3 separate regions of the Mus musculus genome follow, and all the other regions are linked to region 1. Evidence: chromatin contacts called from public Hi-C data. All regions are on one chromosome and are shown on one strand. The core of a region is the stretch at or near the end of the contact, and the rest is flanking DNA. Distances in the headings are between cores, read along the strand shown.

What was found. Hi-C and Micro-C count contacts between places; a contact is called where the count stands out from the background.
Region 2: a Hi-C map of cerebellum shows a contact between it and region 1, with 2.0 times the contacts expected there. The contact joins the enhancer-like site here to the promoter of Nectin3 in region 1. A contact is called at or near these places in 3 of 39 promoter capture datasets (embryonic stem cells and liver), 7 of 484 Hi-C or Micro-C datasets (adipose-derived mesenchymal stem cells, cerebellar granule neurons, cerebellum and 2 more), 4 of 115 datasets of contacts at active chromatin or transcription factors (all in embryonic stem cells) and 3 of 9 other capture datasets (adipose tissue, embryonic stem cells and pancreatic islet).
Region 3: a contact with region 1 is called in a Hi-C map of epidermal suprabasal cells, with 3 times the contacts expected there. The contact joins the enhancer-like site here to the promoter of Nectin3 in region 1. A contact is called at or near these places in 4 of 39 promoter capture datasets (cranial neural crest, liver and maxillary cranial neural crest), 20 of 484 Hi-C or Micro-C datasets (adipose-derived mesenchymal stem cells, embryonic stem cells, epidermal suprabasal cells and 6 more), 3 of 115 datasets of contacts at active chromatin or transcription factors (embryonic stem cells, hepatocytes and kidney) and 3 of 9 other capture datasets (adipose tissue, liver and pancreatic islet).

What each region holds. Positions count from the first base shown.
Region 1 is chr16:46,494,068-46,498,571 of GRCm38.p6, forward strand. It overlaps Nectin3 (nectin cell adhesion molecule 3), which reads right to left and starts at 2,900. Exons shown (of 6, transcript NM_021495.4): 1 at 2,548-2,900. The coding sequence starts at 2,707.
Region 2 is chr16:46,564,878-46,569,873 of GRCm38.p6, forward strand. No RefSeq gene overlaps it. Among named protein-coding and RNA genes, the nearest start is that of Nectin3, 70 kb to the left of the region's middle. Within about 2 kb of position 2,809, at least 6 of the 459 cell types and tissues checked have an H3K27ac peak or open chromatin away from gene starts, as enhancers often do. A contact at or near this core is called in cerebellum, where this site is marked.
Region 3 is chr16:46,615,671-46,620,104 of GRCm38.p6, forward strand. No RefSeq gene overlaps it. Among named protein-coding and RNA genes, the nearest start is that of Nectin3, 120 kb to the left of the region's middle. Within about 2 kb of position 2,056, at least 13 of the 459 cell types and tissues checked have an H3K27ac peak or open chromatin away from gene starts, as enhancers often do. A contact at or near this core is called in adipose-derived mesenchymal stem cells and epidermal suprabasal cells, where this site is marked.

The DNA.
Region 1 (4,504 bases), core at 1,650-4,149:
AGGTGGATCAGGAATCTCAGACCAGTGTCAACTACACAGTGAGACCCTGTCCCCAGCCCCCAGGAGAAAAGTTTAGCTGTTCAAATGAGATATCACACAGTCCCCAAACCCATATAAACTCCGGCATTTACATTTTTTTTTTTTCAAAATATAAGGTCTAACCTCGATGAGGGATATTTTTAGCAGTCAAATTAGCATGATGATGTTAACCACACCAACTAACGCAATGCTGAATCTAAACAACTTATCAAGAAAAATTTAAAACTGCAAATGATTAAAAGAAGAACATTCTGATTAACAATCAGGTAGGGTCATCTTTTTAAAGTCAAAAAATCAAATGAGTTCATTCAATCATTCAAAAGGAGTCATTCAAACAGCAGGCATGAGTCAAATCATGTTAGTGCTGTGGAATGTTAATATTACTATCATTCATATATCAACAGGTTGTTAGCAAGGGAAATTAAAAAAAAACTGACATTAAAAATTCTGTTTCTATACTTACTAAGTCAAGCCAACTGTGTCCTATTCCTGCTTCCTAAAATAGAGGCTTATTAAAAAAAAGTGTCATAAGCACTTGCAAATTAGGGTGTTATAACACAAGCTCAAAAAGGCAGCCCTTTAAGTGAGTGGGACACAGTAACGTGGCTCTTATCTATATCTACAACAGCAAGCAGAGCTGACTCTGAAAACTCCCATACAGACCTCCTCTAGAGCAGTTGTTCTTCCCCACACTGCTTAGTTGACTGGGCTCTAAAATAACTGATCACCCTTCTCCCCTATAACACTATAAAGGAACTCCTTAAAATGCATTTTCTATGTAAATACTAATGTTTGCACCCAGATGTAATCAACAACTCACTGACACAACCACGATGAAATTACCAATGTAAACTCTATTTTCTCTATCAACTTTTGCATCACTTCAGTCTCCCCTTGGGTTTTATCTACACAGAAAGCCCTCTAGACCTAGAAACACTCCTTCAGTACTTACCACAAACTAAGTCACCACAGTCAAATGCTTGTACCACGCACATACACACACTTCCTCCAAGTATCCTGGAACTGAAATCCTAAGGACCATCCACGAGCCGCCGTAATGGCTCATAAGAACAGCATACAAATTCTATGTAGAACTTAATATTACCTTAAGAAGGGAGCTAAAGGCTTAAAACTTACAGGACTAAAAGCTGTTGTCTCGGGACCAAACATCTGGAGAGTGGGGATATGGAAACTGGACATGCTGGACATGATAGCATGTCGTTTCTCACAAAGCACTCCATGTAAATCAAAACCTTGACTTACAGCACTGGAAATGTACTAAAATTCTCAGTCTGTAAGTGGCACTCAACCTCAACATAATTTCCTCTCCCTATGAACTAACTACCCTGACTCACCTACCAGGAGCAGATTTTTCTTTCTTCTGCATCAGAGCACTAAGGAAATTTGTTCACATCTCTCCCTTATAATAAATACGGGTACATCAGCTTTTAAGATTTCATATGCACTGATAACCATTGTCTGAAAAAAATCTAAATCTAAGTTGTATTCCTCCATCTTTCCCGTCAGCAATCCTTAAATGAACAACACCTTGCGGCATTTTGATATTACCCAGACATTCAATAGCCTAAGACTGACTGGTAGCTTTATTTCACCAAATCAATGCTGTCCACTGATTACCACGTCCACTTCTCTAGCATGAAAAGTAAATATATCATTTCATTTTCATCTTCCTTAAAAAAAAAAAGTAGGTCTCTAAAACTAGTCTCAGATTCCGGGAACGGAACTTACAAAGAGATTAGCTCCTAAATCTGGAATAAAAGAGGCACACTGGAGAAACCCGGGGCTACTTGTTTTAACAGCCAGGGAACAGTAGGTGCAATATGTATTCAAAAGGTAAATCTTGCGTCCCCGAGAACAAGGTTTTCTTCTAAAATAACCAGGGGCTGCGTGAAGGACGTCCAAAAACTGGAAGGCGGCGTGAGGGTACCATCTGGGATCAACCCAAAGATCCAAAGGTTACCAGGGCACAAATCGTGCTGGAAGGGGGATGCAGGCGCAGAGTGGGTTTTTAAGATGGTGCCTTCTCCCGGAGGCCAGGAGGCGTGGACCCGAAGGCTACAGTGCGCTGGGCTAGTGTCCACAGGGTTTCCGGACTTGCAGCTCAAGTTTCATCGGAGAGAAAGGAGGAGGCGGCAACATGCACTCAGGCATCCTAACCTCAGCCTAGAAGTCCGCGCTCTCCGCTTCGGCGCATCAGCTCGGAAGTAACGGTTCCCGGGGCACGCGGGGCTCCGCGCACCGAGCTCCACCGCCAGCCCTGGGGGCCCAGCGCGACGACCCGCGCGGCCTCGGGGGGCGGGAAGCCAGCGGTCGGCGCCCTGTTCGCTCTCCCTGCCCTTCCCGGGCCTCGCCCGGGGCGCGGCGAAAAGTTTCCAGGCAAAGTCCGCGGCGGCCGCTCGCGCAGCCAACCGCCCGGCACAACCGCCTCGGCTAGCCTCGCCGCCCGCGCCCGCCCTGCTCAACCCCTCGCTCGCCCGCTTCACCTACCACAGAGCCGGGAGAAGAGAAGCAGGGGAATAAGCAGCAGCAGCAGCGGCGGCGGCGTCGGGGCCGGCAGCAGCAGTCCGGCCGCGGGAGGAAACGCCGAGGAAAGTTGTGCTTTGCCGCCTCCAGGACACAACGGGGCCGGGCCCGGGGTCCGCGCCATGCCCGCCTTGCCCCGGCCCACCCGCTCGCCCGCGCCCCGGCGCCTCAGGCTCTGGGTGGCGGCGGCGGCGGCGGCCGCGGCGCGGAAGGGCCAGCGCGCGTGTCCTCAACCCCCGGCTCCTGCGCCGTCGCCGCCCGCCGCCACTCGGCCGAGCGCTCGCGGCTGCCTCGACTCCGCCGTCGCCGATGCCACTGCCGAGGCTGAAGCGGGAGCCGCCCGCCGCCGCCACTCCCCTCCCCGCGGTCCCCGCCCGCCGCGAACTCCTGGGAACTCGGAACGCACCACCCCGCCCTGCGGGAGGGGGAGCCGCCGACCCTCACTACCGGGACGAGCCCGCCCTCCCTGCCGCCGGGCTGCCTGGACGCCGGCCGAGCCGCCCGCCGAGTCTCCTCCCACCCTCTCTCCCCACACGCTCCTCCCACTTCCAAAAGAAAAAAAAAAAAAACTTCATCCACTTGGAAAACCGGGCTTCTCCCGAGGCTAAGCAATCTGGACCAGGCAAGGCGGCCCCGCCCCTTGGCCCCGCCTCGTCTCCCCCCCTCGCCAGCGCTGGAGATGGTCTCGCCCACTCCGCCCCTCGCGGGGCTGGGGCCGCCGGGGCACACAGAGGCGCTCCGAGGCGGAGGGCTGCGGGACTCCTAGTCCTGCCTTTTTCTCCTCCAGAGTGGCGAGGTTCCCCTAGCGGGACCAGGGATAACCAGGGGGGTGAGGGGAAGGCAAGATGAGGGTACCGGCTCTCCGCGGGTCGGAGCGGGGGGTTGCCTAATTTGGGAAGCTGGATACCGCGGGGCTGGACCAGCCTTCTCCCTCCTCACCCAGGCGTAGGGACTGAAAGGAGATTCTCCACTCCTCCCTCCTCCCCAGGAGCATCCCGGTTCTCCTCTGTCCGGGACCGGTGTTGGCCCAGGCGTTTAGCCTGCTTTTTACACCGGGAGGGAGGCTTGTTGGAAGGGTCAGCGGAGCTGCCGGAGGACAGGAGGGGGCCCTCCGAAAGGTTTGCTCTCTAGCTCTTGCTTCTCTTGGGCTGCCCGTTTGTCCACTTTCTGCGCCGGGCGACCGGCAACAGGAGGCCATGGATCTCCCATGCGAGGTCTTCGAGTGTGGTCTTGTTTTCTCTTTGATCGTTCGCATGTTCGCACTTGTAATTTTATTTTCTCGCGTGTCTCTCTTTGAGTTATTCTCAGAAAAGTGACCTCGGGAAGTATTAAACATTTACCCTTAAGAGGAGCATCTGTGATTCACCATAACCCTCCCTCAAACCCCCAAAGCTTGTCTGCCCTTCCCTCCTCCTCTATCCGCCACGCACAGCCGGAGTGACTTGACCTTGAAGCCCCAGTTACCGTAGGGGGAAGGAGATGGATGAACAGTTTGGGCTATCTGCGGAGGCGGTGGAAGCGGAGGACACCGTCCGGAGGCCGGACACCATTAATTTTATGTTGTCCTACCATCCCCACCAGATAGCTAAAGATGTGCTCCAATAAGAATAACAGCCACCCAGAGAGCAGCCTGTGGCCACTAAAGTAAAGCTTGCCTGGTGCCCACGACAACGTCGTGCTCCAGACTGAGTCACTGGGATCTCCTCGGCTTAACACACTGATTTATGATGTCTTACTCACCTCCGTAGCATCCTATCCAGTCTCTCTTCTTTTTTTATCTTGCTCCCAGCACTGGGGCTACTTGTATTCATTACTTCCACCCCTTCCGTCTTTCTCCCTCCATCTGCCCGCCCCAGTCTTCCTGCAATCACTGCCTTCTATCACCTATCCACCTATCCTCCCGATGCACTTATGAATAAAC
Region 2 (4,996 bases), core at 1,559-4,058, 71 kb after region 1:
TAACATGCAAATGAAGGATGCTAATTTTATGAAGTATTGCTTGAGAGTAATAATCATTTAAAATATACTTCTTTTATTTTTTGCATAAATGTAGAGGGGTCTCTCTCTCTCTCTCTCTCTCTCTCTCTCTCTCTGTGTGTGTGCATAGTAGTAGTAGTAGTAGTAGTAGTAGTAGTAGTAGTAGTAGTAGTAGAAGCAGCAGCAGCAGTAATAGTGGAGGAGGATTAATTTTGCATAATTTTGAAGACAGGGAAAATGAATTAAACATTTAGCTTCAAAGTTCACACTGCTTATCTTTATGAAAAGATTTAAAAGGTAGTACAGCTGTTGGTTACTACCAACTGTGGGTGCCAGGATTGCACCTTTAGGGACATCTTGCCATGTTGGTCATTGTTTTAATTCATAAGCATCACAGCTGACTAAGATCATTGATTCCCTCCTCCATCCCCTTTGTCAGCTTGAATAGTATTTTCTGATACTTTGGAAGCTAGTCATAAGGAAGGAGGCTTTTAGGTCAAATCCTGCTCAAATATTCTGAGTGCTTTGTCCTAAGTGTCCTTTCTATTTCTGGTAGATAATCAAGGACAATTTCAATAGCCCCCTATTTTAGAGTCTCTTGGAAGGATGTTCTTGTGCCATCAATAACTAAAAAGGATGTTTCTCATGCCTGACACTGGAGTTGAGGGGAGCATTGTCAGCCCAAGTTGCAACACTTCATTTAATGTGTGTGTGTGTGTGTGTGTATTGCAATTTTTGGTAAAAATAAGTAATGATTTCTTAAGGCCTTTTCAAACATTCTTAGGGTTCTTTGATACAGACATGGAACTCCTCTTGAAAGTTTTTATTGAGCACATCCCCTCTGTTTATATATTCATTTTGTAAGGAGATCATGCCATTGTGCTGTTTATGGAACAATCTCTTGATATTTCTATTAAGATATTATGGCAGCTGCTAGGTAAAGAAGCTCACCTAGAGTACCTGCCAGAGTTAATACTTAAAGAAATGATCTTCCTGTATGGGAGCAGAAGTATTATCCACCAATTAACATTTATTTACTAAACAGTTGTTTTAGATATGCATAAATATTCTATAACTAGCATGGAAAATATCATTTAAAATAAAAGTTTTTTTATGAAAGATATGCGTTGGAGATTGCTTTAGGTCTGGAAATGGAAAAGATGACAGATACGATTTCCCTTCATTCCTATACTCATGGTCTAAGATAGAGATTTAGAAACAACCAAGGAACTTAAAAAGAGTCTGGTACTGGGAAGCATGCGGCAGGGATTTGTAAATTTCCTCTGGTGACTCATTGAAGAGCCAGCTTAAAGTCATTGGCCCAGAGCCAGTGTGTTCCTGGGTGCCTGTTAGAGATGGGGAGTCTTGAGAATCCACATTAGTGCTATATCAAAAAGTATATTTTAGCAAGATCCTCAGGTGGCTCCTACACACATTAATGTTCAAGAACTTAAAGCCTAGCAAACCACCTGGAGAGCATTTAAAACATGATATTGTGGCCTTGGTGATTCATTTGGTGTTGGGTGGAGCCAGACTTTGTTATGCTATTAACACATCCTGTGATTCGGAAGAGCAGCCATGATCACAAAATAGAGGACAAGGCTGAGTGGTGAATAATTTATCATAACAGGAACCTTCCTGGAAAAGCAGCAGCTAGGGATTTTGTAAAACAAATGTGAAGGATGCTGATGGTGGATCATACATCAGTATGTTATGAAGCTGAACGTTGTGAGGAAAAGCTTTTTCAGTGAGAAAATTCCAAGGGGCACCAAAACACCATAGGGGAAAGATCAGGAGATGTCAAAGATATTTAAAAACATGGATGTTTAATAGATGGTTTGGGGCCATTAGTGTTGTCATGAAGTAGAATAAGAAATGACCACAGGATCTTTGGCTCTAGGGACTGTGAGATTTCTTGTGAAAAGTGTAAAAGTCTTCCCAAGATTGTAAAAGATGAAAGCTTGACTATTTACATATACTAACAGGAAGACAAGAGTCAGAATATAGGAGGAGTAGTGTTAGAGCTGAAGGCCTGTTGTCATTAGCGCTTTAGAAAGCAAACATATTATTATCGGAGTGGCCCTTAGATTCACAATCATGCATCTTCTCAGAGATAGGAAACAAATTCATAGAGGGCAGTGGCTTATTTATAGTTTAGCAGAAATGAGGGTACAACTATTCCCTTGTGTCTCTCTTTGTCTGTAGCAGCTTTATAGTTTTATATAAGAAATATAATTGAAGTAAAAGCTGGGATAAATACATGAGAGTGCACGTAAGCATGTATACTCATACACTCACATCCCATTTCTCTGTATTTTCTGTCTTGGACTGTGTCGGATGATGCATTAGAGTTGTTGTGAATTTCCTCAAATGTCCCTGTGCCTAAGACAAATGCCATAAACAAAATACAATTAGTATTCAACATTGCAAGATACTCCGTGTTAGCTAATGCACAAGAAACATTTTCTGATGACCTCTTTGCTTTGGTTACTTGCAAAAGGCCTGTCCCAACTGACTTTGTGCACTCCAGGCAGTTTCTGAACTCAGGATCCTCCTGTCAGGCCTCTACAGTGCTGGGTGTTTATTGTGAGTCCATTTTCTCCTGACAATGTCTTTTCTTGCCTTGTAACAATATTTTCTGAAGCCACTGCTGATTAACTGTCTGGTTTGATTCCAACTGTTCCTTGAAGTGGGGACATCTATTCCGGTTTTCTGATCTCCTACCAAGAATGTCTGTGTGCTCTGGGAGGGTGGCAGAATAGGTGGCAGATGTCAAGGAATTAGTGCCAATAGAAACCTTCATGAGCAAACTCAAGCTACCACAAGACAGAATGAGCAGCTCCTGGCTGTGCCTGTCTGCAGTGCTTCTTGAGCTTTTTGCTTGAGTGTCTGTTTGTACCATGGGACAGACACCTCACACAGTACTGCTTAGATTCTTTGCTAACAAAACAAAACAAAACAAAATCAAAAACCAAACAAGAAGAACAGCAACAAAAAAAACCAACCAAACCAAAAAAAAAAAAAAAAAAACCCCACAAAACAAAACAAAAACATTAAATTTTATCTTTTCAAGTTAGTCATTTTAAAAATTTAAAGTATATCAACATTTGGAACTTGTACACAAGGTCAAAAGGCAACAGTGACCAAGTTTTCAAGAGGACTGCAAACCACAAATAACAAGAGCCAGCACTTCAAGGAAAATTATTTTGAAAAATAAGCACTGGCAGACATAGTTGTTTTTTACCTCGTTCATATTTAGTGAACTATTAGTGGCCACAAATAGACATCTTCTCTGATGCACAACTACTTCTCATAGGAACAATAGCAAAATACTCACGTAGCTGAGGCAGATAGACATAGAAGAGAGTTTTGAAGGGCAGGTCTGATGCTTACAGTCGTCTATTGGATGGAACACAGGGACCCCAGTGGAGGAGCTAGATAGAGTACCCAAGGAGCTGAAGGGGTCTGCAACCCTATAGGTGGAACAACAATATGAACTAATCAGTACCCCCAAAGCTCATGTCTATAGCTATATATTTAGCAGAAGATGGCCTAGTCAGCCATCATTGGAAAGAGAAGCCCCTTGGTAGCAAACTTTATATGCCTCAGTACAGGGGAATGCCAGGGCCAAGAAGTAGGAGTGAGTGGGTAGGGAGGCAGGGCAGGGGGAGGGTATAGGGGTCTTTTGGGATAGCATTTGAAATGTAAATGAAGAAAATATCTAATAAAAAATTAAAAAAAAAACAAATCACACACACACACACACAAAAAGAGGTAGGTCTGCCTAGACAGTAGGCCTTTCACCTGAGTTGCAGCAATTGAAAAATAGTAAAGTTGTCAATTATTCAATTATTTTGCCAATTTATTGATTTAAAATCCAGATTCAATAGTACATGTGAGAGATTACTTATTGATCACTTTTTTTTCTATTTTAAATATACATGTCTTTAACTTTTCAAGTGTATGAATGAGGTTTAGATAAAGTTCTAAATTTAGTCACAAATACACAAGTACCAGAATCATCTTAAAGTTACAGTTTTTTATAAGGCAGACATTAAAGGCTTTCACCCAAACTAATACCTAAGTGAATTTTGCTTTGTTAAGATTCAATTTCCTGTTGGGCAGTGGTTGTGCAGGCCTTTAATCACAGAACTTGGGAGGCAGAGTCAGGCAGTTCAAGGCCAGCATGGTCTACAGAGTGAGTTCCAGGACAGCTAGGGCTATACAGAGAAACCCTGTCTTGAAAAACTAGCTAGCTAGCTAACTACCCAATTGGGCTCTACTTTACATTGGTGTACTAAATAAGGACTTTAGAAAACCCTTTAGAAAACTGACATTATAAAACATTCTTTAAAAGTTTTTGAAAATAGTATTGATGAAAAATGTATATTTCACATGTGGTTGGCCCATTTAAACAGTGCTACAATGTACTTGTTACACGATTTCAATCAGATTAATATTGTCTATTAACAGTATAAAAGTGAACAACAGGAAAAATAAAACATTAAATTTTTATCTTTTAAAGTTAGTCTTTTTAAAAATTTTAAAGTAGCTTAATATTTGAAAAAGTTTATGTACTCTGCTTTTTCAGTGGAATAGAGGACTGCGGAGTCACAGGTGAAAGAGGGACATGGACCACTTCAAGTAACAGCCTAGACAGAAAGCCACAGAAGAGAACTCTTAAAAATTGTGATAAGGAGCCAGGCAGTATGGTGTATGCCTTTAATCCCAGCACTTGGGAGGCAGAAGCAGGCAGATCTCTGAGTTTGAGGCTAGCCTGGTCTGCAGAGAAAGTTCCAGGATAGCCAAGGCTACACGGAGAAAAAATTTACCCTGTCTTGAAAAAAATTATGATAATGATGCTGAAATGTAGCTTTCCATAAATGAGGGCTTCTGGCAGGAGTGCCAGCGTGGACCAACTCAGTTTTGTTTAAGGGGCTGGCCATATGTAATTGACCATGTTCTGGTGATTATAAGG
Region 3 (4,434 bases), core at 806-3,305, 120 kb after region 1:
AGAGAGAAAGAAATGTGTGTGTGTGTGTGTGTGTGTGTGTGTGTGTGTGTGTGTTTCATTGGAAGCATGAGGGATAGGTAAGGACAGAGAAGACCAAGTATGGAACTTATGGGAATCAGAGCAGACAGGTCATAGGATCTCCTTATGAACAATGCTTATACAGAAATGTGAGGAAAACTGGAACAAAAGTTTTAGGATTTACTTAAAAGGAAGTATTTATCTTTCACTTAAAGGGAAGGGATGTTTTGTTTTTTATGACGTATGTTGCAATGAACACATGTAGTTTCTGTGATTTGCTTGAGGAGAGAATGTCAGATCTAAGACTGGAAAGATCAGAGCCTGTGGGGAGTCCTTTCTGGAGCTGATGATGTAATAGCTATCACAGACTTAAGCACTTACCCCGCTATGTAGAACAGTACATCAAGTGCTTGAGTTGATCCATGTATGTGTTCATGAGTGCCTTCTACTTGTGCCCAATTCCCATGTGAGAATCATAAGGTTTAAAGGGGGGTAATGAACCTGAATCACATAGAATGCAGTTACTGGTGAGGCATGTAGAGCTCTACAATACGACTCCAAATCTGTGTGCTTCAGGATATATTGTCTCCTTTACTGTGATATCTCAGCCTTATTCTTCTACAGTAGTGAAATCATAGAGATCACAGAAGAGAAATAGCTAGTTGCAGTAGCACTTTATAGTTACCATTTGCAATTGATTTTTAAACACAGTATTTCTTCATTCTTCGGGGGGGTGGTATTATTGTTTGCATTAAACACATCTATATTACCCTTCCCTTCCAAATGCTGGGTCGGGAAACATGGGAAAAGAGAAGGCTATAAGTATGAGTATAAGAGGCAGAGGACAGGGAGGGATATAGTGAAGGCTGGCCTCTGGATGTGGTACAGCTTTTGCATGCATGAACTCAAAGCAGCAGTGCTTAACTTGCATAAGACCTCTACAAGATCAAGAGAGTTAAAATTCTATATGAACTCAGAAAGCTTCCCAATTCTTCACTCCTAGCTAAAGAACTAATAATAGTTAATGGCTGCCAAAAGAAGGAGAGCCATTTTTCTTTTATTGTGTGTGTGTTGGCAGGGGGGGAGGGAGTAGTCATTAGTAGGTTGTTCATGTACTGATGAGTGACCTCATACAAATGAGCATGTGGACAGAACACTAATGGACATAATGGGATGTGGTGTGTGTGTGTGAGAGAGAGTGGGGGGAGAGGGAGAGGGAGAGGGAGAAGGTGAGGGAGAGGGAGAAGGGGAGAGGGGGAGAGGGGGAGAGAGGGAGAGAGGGAGAGAGGGAGGGAGAGAGAGAGAGAGAGAGAGAGAGAGAGAGAGAGAGAGAGAGAGAGAGAGAAGAGAAGAAATATGATGTGAAGTTGGAGATAATACTGTGGAGCAGCTGGATAGAGGGAGTAGGCATAAATAGGATTCAGTTATATTGTACATGTACATGAAAGTTTTAAAAAGAGAAATAAAGGGAAAAAGAAAGAGCCTAACATAGAGTCTTGAAAATATAAAGTAAGTCCATAGTGTTGTAGATAGATATATTATACACTTGACTCCTATTTATTATTCTCTTAGAAGACTCTTGTATGGTATCCATACAATGGGCATCTGTCCATTTCCAGTTTTTTTTTCTGTCAAAGACAGAGACTGTATAAACACTTACATGAACATTGCTAGCACTTGCTTTACATGCAGTTTCTTTTCATGTATTTGCCCATATATATTGCTGTGAATAATGTTCAATTAAAGAGAGAGATGCATTGAGCAGTGGCTCCTGTTAGAAATCAATGGTTTAAATGAAACATTTAAACTACATTTTTTTTTAAAAAGAAAGTTTCTCTATATATGAGGTTCTCTACACACCAGCAAAATTATCACCTGTTTTGCTGACTTGCTTAAAGCAACACAATGATGGAGCCTGAATAAACCGGAATCAGTAATTACAGATAGTTCCCGTGTCTGTCTCAGCTGAACATGTCAACATCATTCTCGCCAGTCTACGTGGGTGGCCTGAGAACCACAGCTTCACAGGTTCAGGGAGAGATTACGCATCGCTGAGTTTCATGTCTGTTTTTACGGAGGAGATTTGGTTTTGAGAAGTTACTCAAGAGTGTTTATATTGCTTCACCCATGGGTCTGTGTGCTGTTAAGCTTGAAATGAAAAGAATGGCTTTGTGGTTTGGTTTTACGAGGGAAGCAAAGCCATAGAATTATGATCCAGTGCGTATAACAGTGAAGGATCACAGTTTAAAGTCCAATAATTCTTGCCATTTATCTTCACTAGAGGATCTCAGAGAATTTTATGAGAAATTATAGACTAAGAATTCAGAAAGAGTTGTATGCAATTTATAGTTTAAAAAGGAAGTGCTAAAATTTTCTGGAATGTTCTAAGGCTGTCATTAGAGAGCTTGTGATGAGAGCATAGGATGTGGACATTGAAGCTAGGAACTCTGACAGGATTAGCTGATTCGGCCTCTCTGAATGATGTTGGCTGCTTTGTCTAGGGACCCTGATTGTTTGAGAGGAAGACAAAGAGTAGCCAGTATGGCTCGATTCTCTAAAATATTTAAGAAGAAACTGTAGTGAATGTATTAATACAACTGTAATTTGGGAGGGTTGTCGTCCCCCCCCCCCCCGCCCACAACATTATTTACCACAGTGAAGTGAGCCAATAACCAATAGAAACTTGCCTCCAATATAAATGGCTATTCTAAATTCTATTATAAAGAAACTCTGCTTGAAGTATTTGGGTTAGTAAATCCAGTAAATGAATCTAAACTAGTTTAAAACCAAATATGTAACATTGTAAAACTTAATGCTTTCTGAATTCCAGCCAGTAAGATTTTTTTAAATTGAATTCTTGAAAAAAATCAGCAAAAAGTAATTTCAGACTTAATCACCCACTGAGTGGTTTGGTTTTTGTTGTTTGTTTGTCTTATTTTTGTTGTTGTTGTTTTTGTTGTTGTTTTTTTTGTTGTTGTTAATCTTTCATTAGACTCAGTAAAAAGCTCAAATCTGTTTTCATCACTTTGGATTTTCAGTTGATGAAGGTGAGGTTTTAAAATGTGATGATGGAAGTTTAGAAAAAGTGAGACCTTAATAAAGATGTAGCACTCAAACATATTATTCAGAAAGGCAAAACTACACCATGACCCTTTAAATGCTATGAGACCTTCTCAGGCATTCTGAGATTGGAACCAGGAGAAGGATGGTGTAGAGAATTCGCCCTGAGACAAAGACCTTCTGTCAGTTCCAGAGACGGTACGTTATCTTCATGTTAAGAATATCTAGGGGGAAGGAATAGAGGGTTTTCAGAAAGGAAACTAGGAAAGGGGACAACATTTAAAATGTAAATAATGAATTATGAACTAACCAGTACCCCGGAGCTCTTGACTCTAGCTGCATATGTATCAAAAGATGGTCTAGTTGGCCATCACTGGAAAGAGAGGCCCATTGGACACACAAACTGTATATGCCCCAGTACAGGGGAACGCCAGGGCCAAAAAAAAATGGGAATGAGTGGGTAGGGAAGTGGGGGGGGAGGGTATGGGGGACTTTTGGGATAGCATTGGAAATGTAATTGAGGAAAATGTGTAATAAAAAAAAAGTTGCCTAAACCAAAAAAAAAAAAAAAAAAAAAAAAAAGAATATCAGCCTCTAACCTTGTCTTCTTATAAGTTCCTAAGGCAGGTGACAGTTAGGGATGGAACAAAGCTAGAGCCTATTGCCTAGCAGACAAATCTATTTGTGTTGACCTTGGTCAGGACAAGTGGTCATAAATCCCTCTGTTTTTACCTTTTCCAGGTAAGGATACATCCTCTTGACTATCCAACCAAGTGGTCCTCACCCTGTGGCCTTCTGCCCAGTGCATCCTGGGACTTGGTAGTTTGCTATATCTCTTAAATGAAGACTTTCTGAATCAGAAATGAAAGTAGGAGGTACTGGTCCCAGTGGCCTATTTTTAAAGCTCCCTTGGCATTTCTGATGCTGGCTAAAGTTACACTTGACCAGTGTATATTTCTTGGTAACTATGTCAACATGTTCCTATCCTGGTGGCTGATTTGTTGTGGGCTTTGTAAGATTACCCTGGAAGTGGCCAATATACTTAATTTGTAATGTAGCACACTTGGATGTTTACTATTATATTTTAGTATCTCTCTTTATAAACCCTGTGTATTCAGGAATGAGTAGTTGCCCTTACAGATTATTCATTTTCTTTCCCTTTGAGATGAGCCCTTCAGCTTTTCATTTAATATGAAAGGTCATCTTCAAAGAAAATTGTTGTCTGCTGCTTCAGTCATTCAGTTCTCTAGAGAGTTCCAGGGAAGAAAAGCTGGTTCCTGTCAATCATTTCTTTCTCAGATTTTTTTTTTAAAGAATAGTCACATCACTGTCAGTAATGATTAATAAAATTTCTCA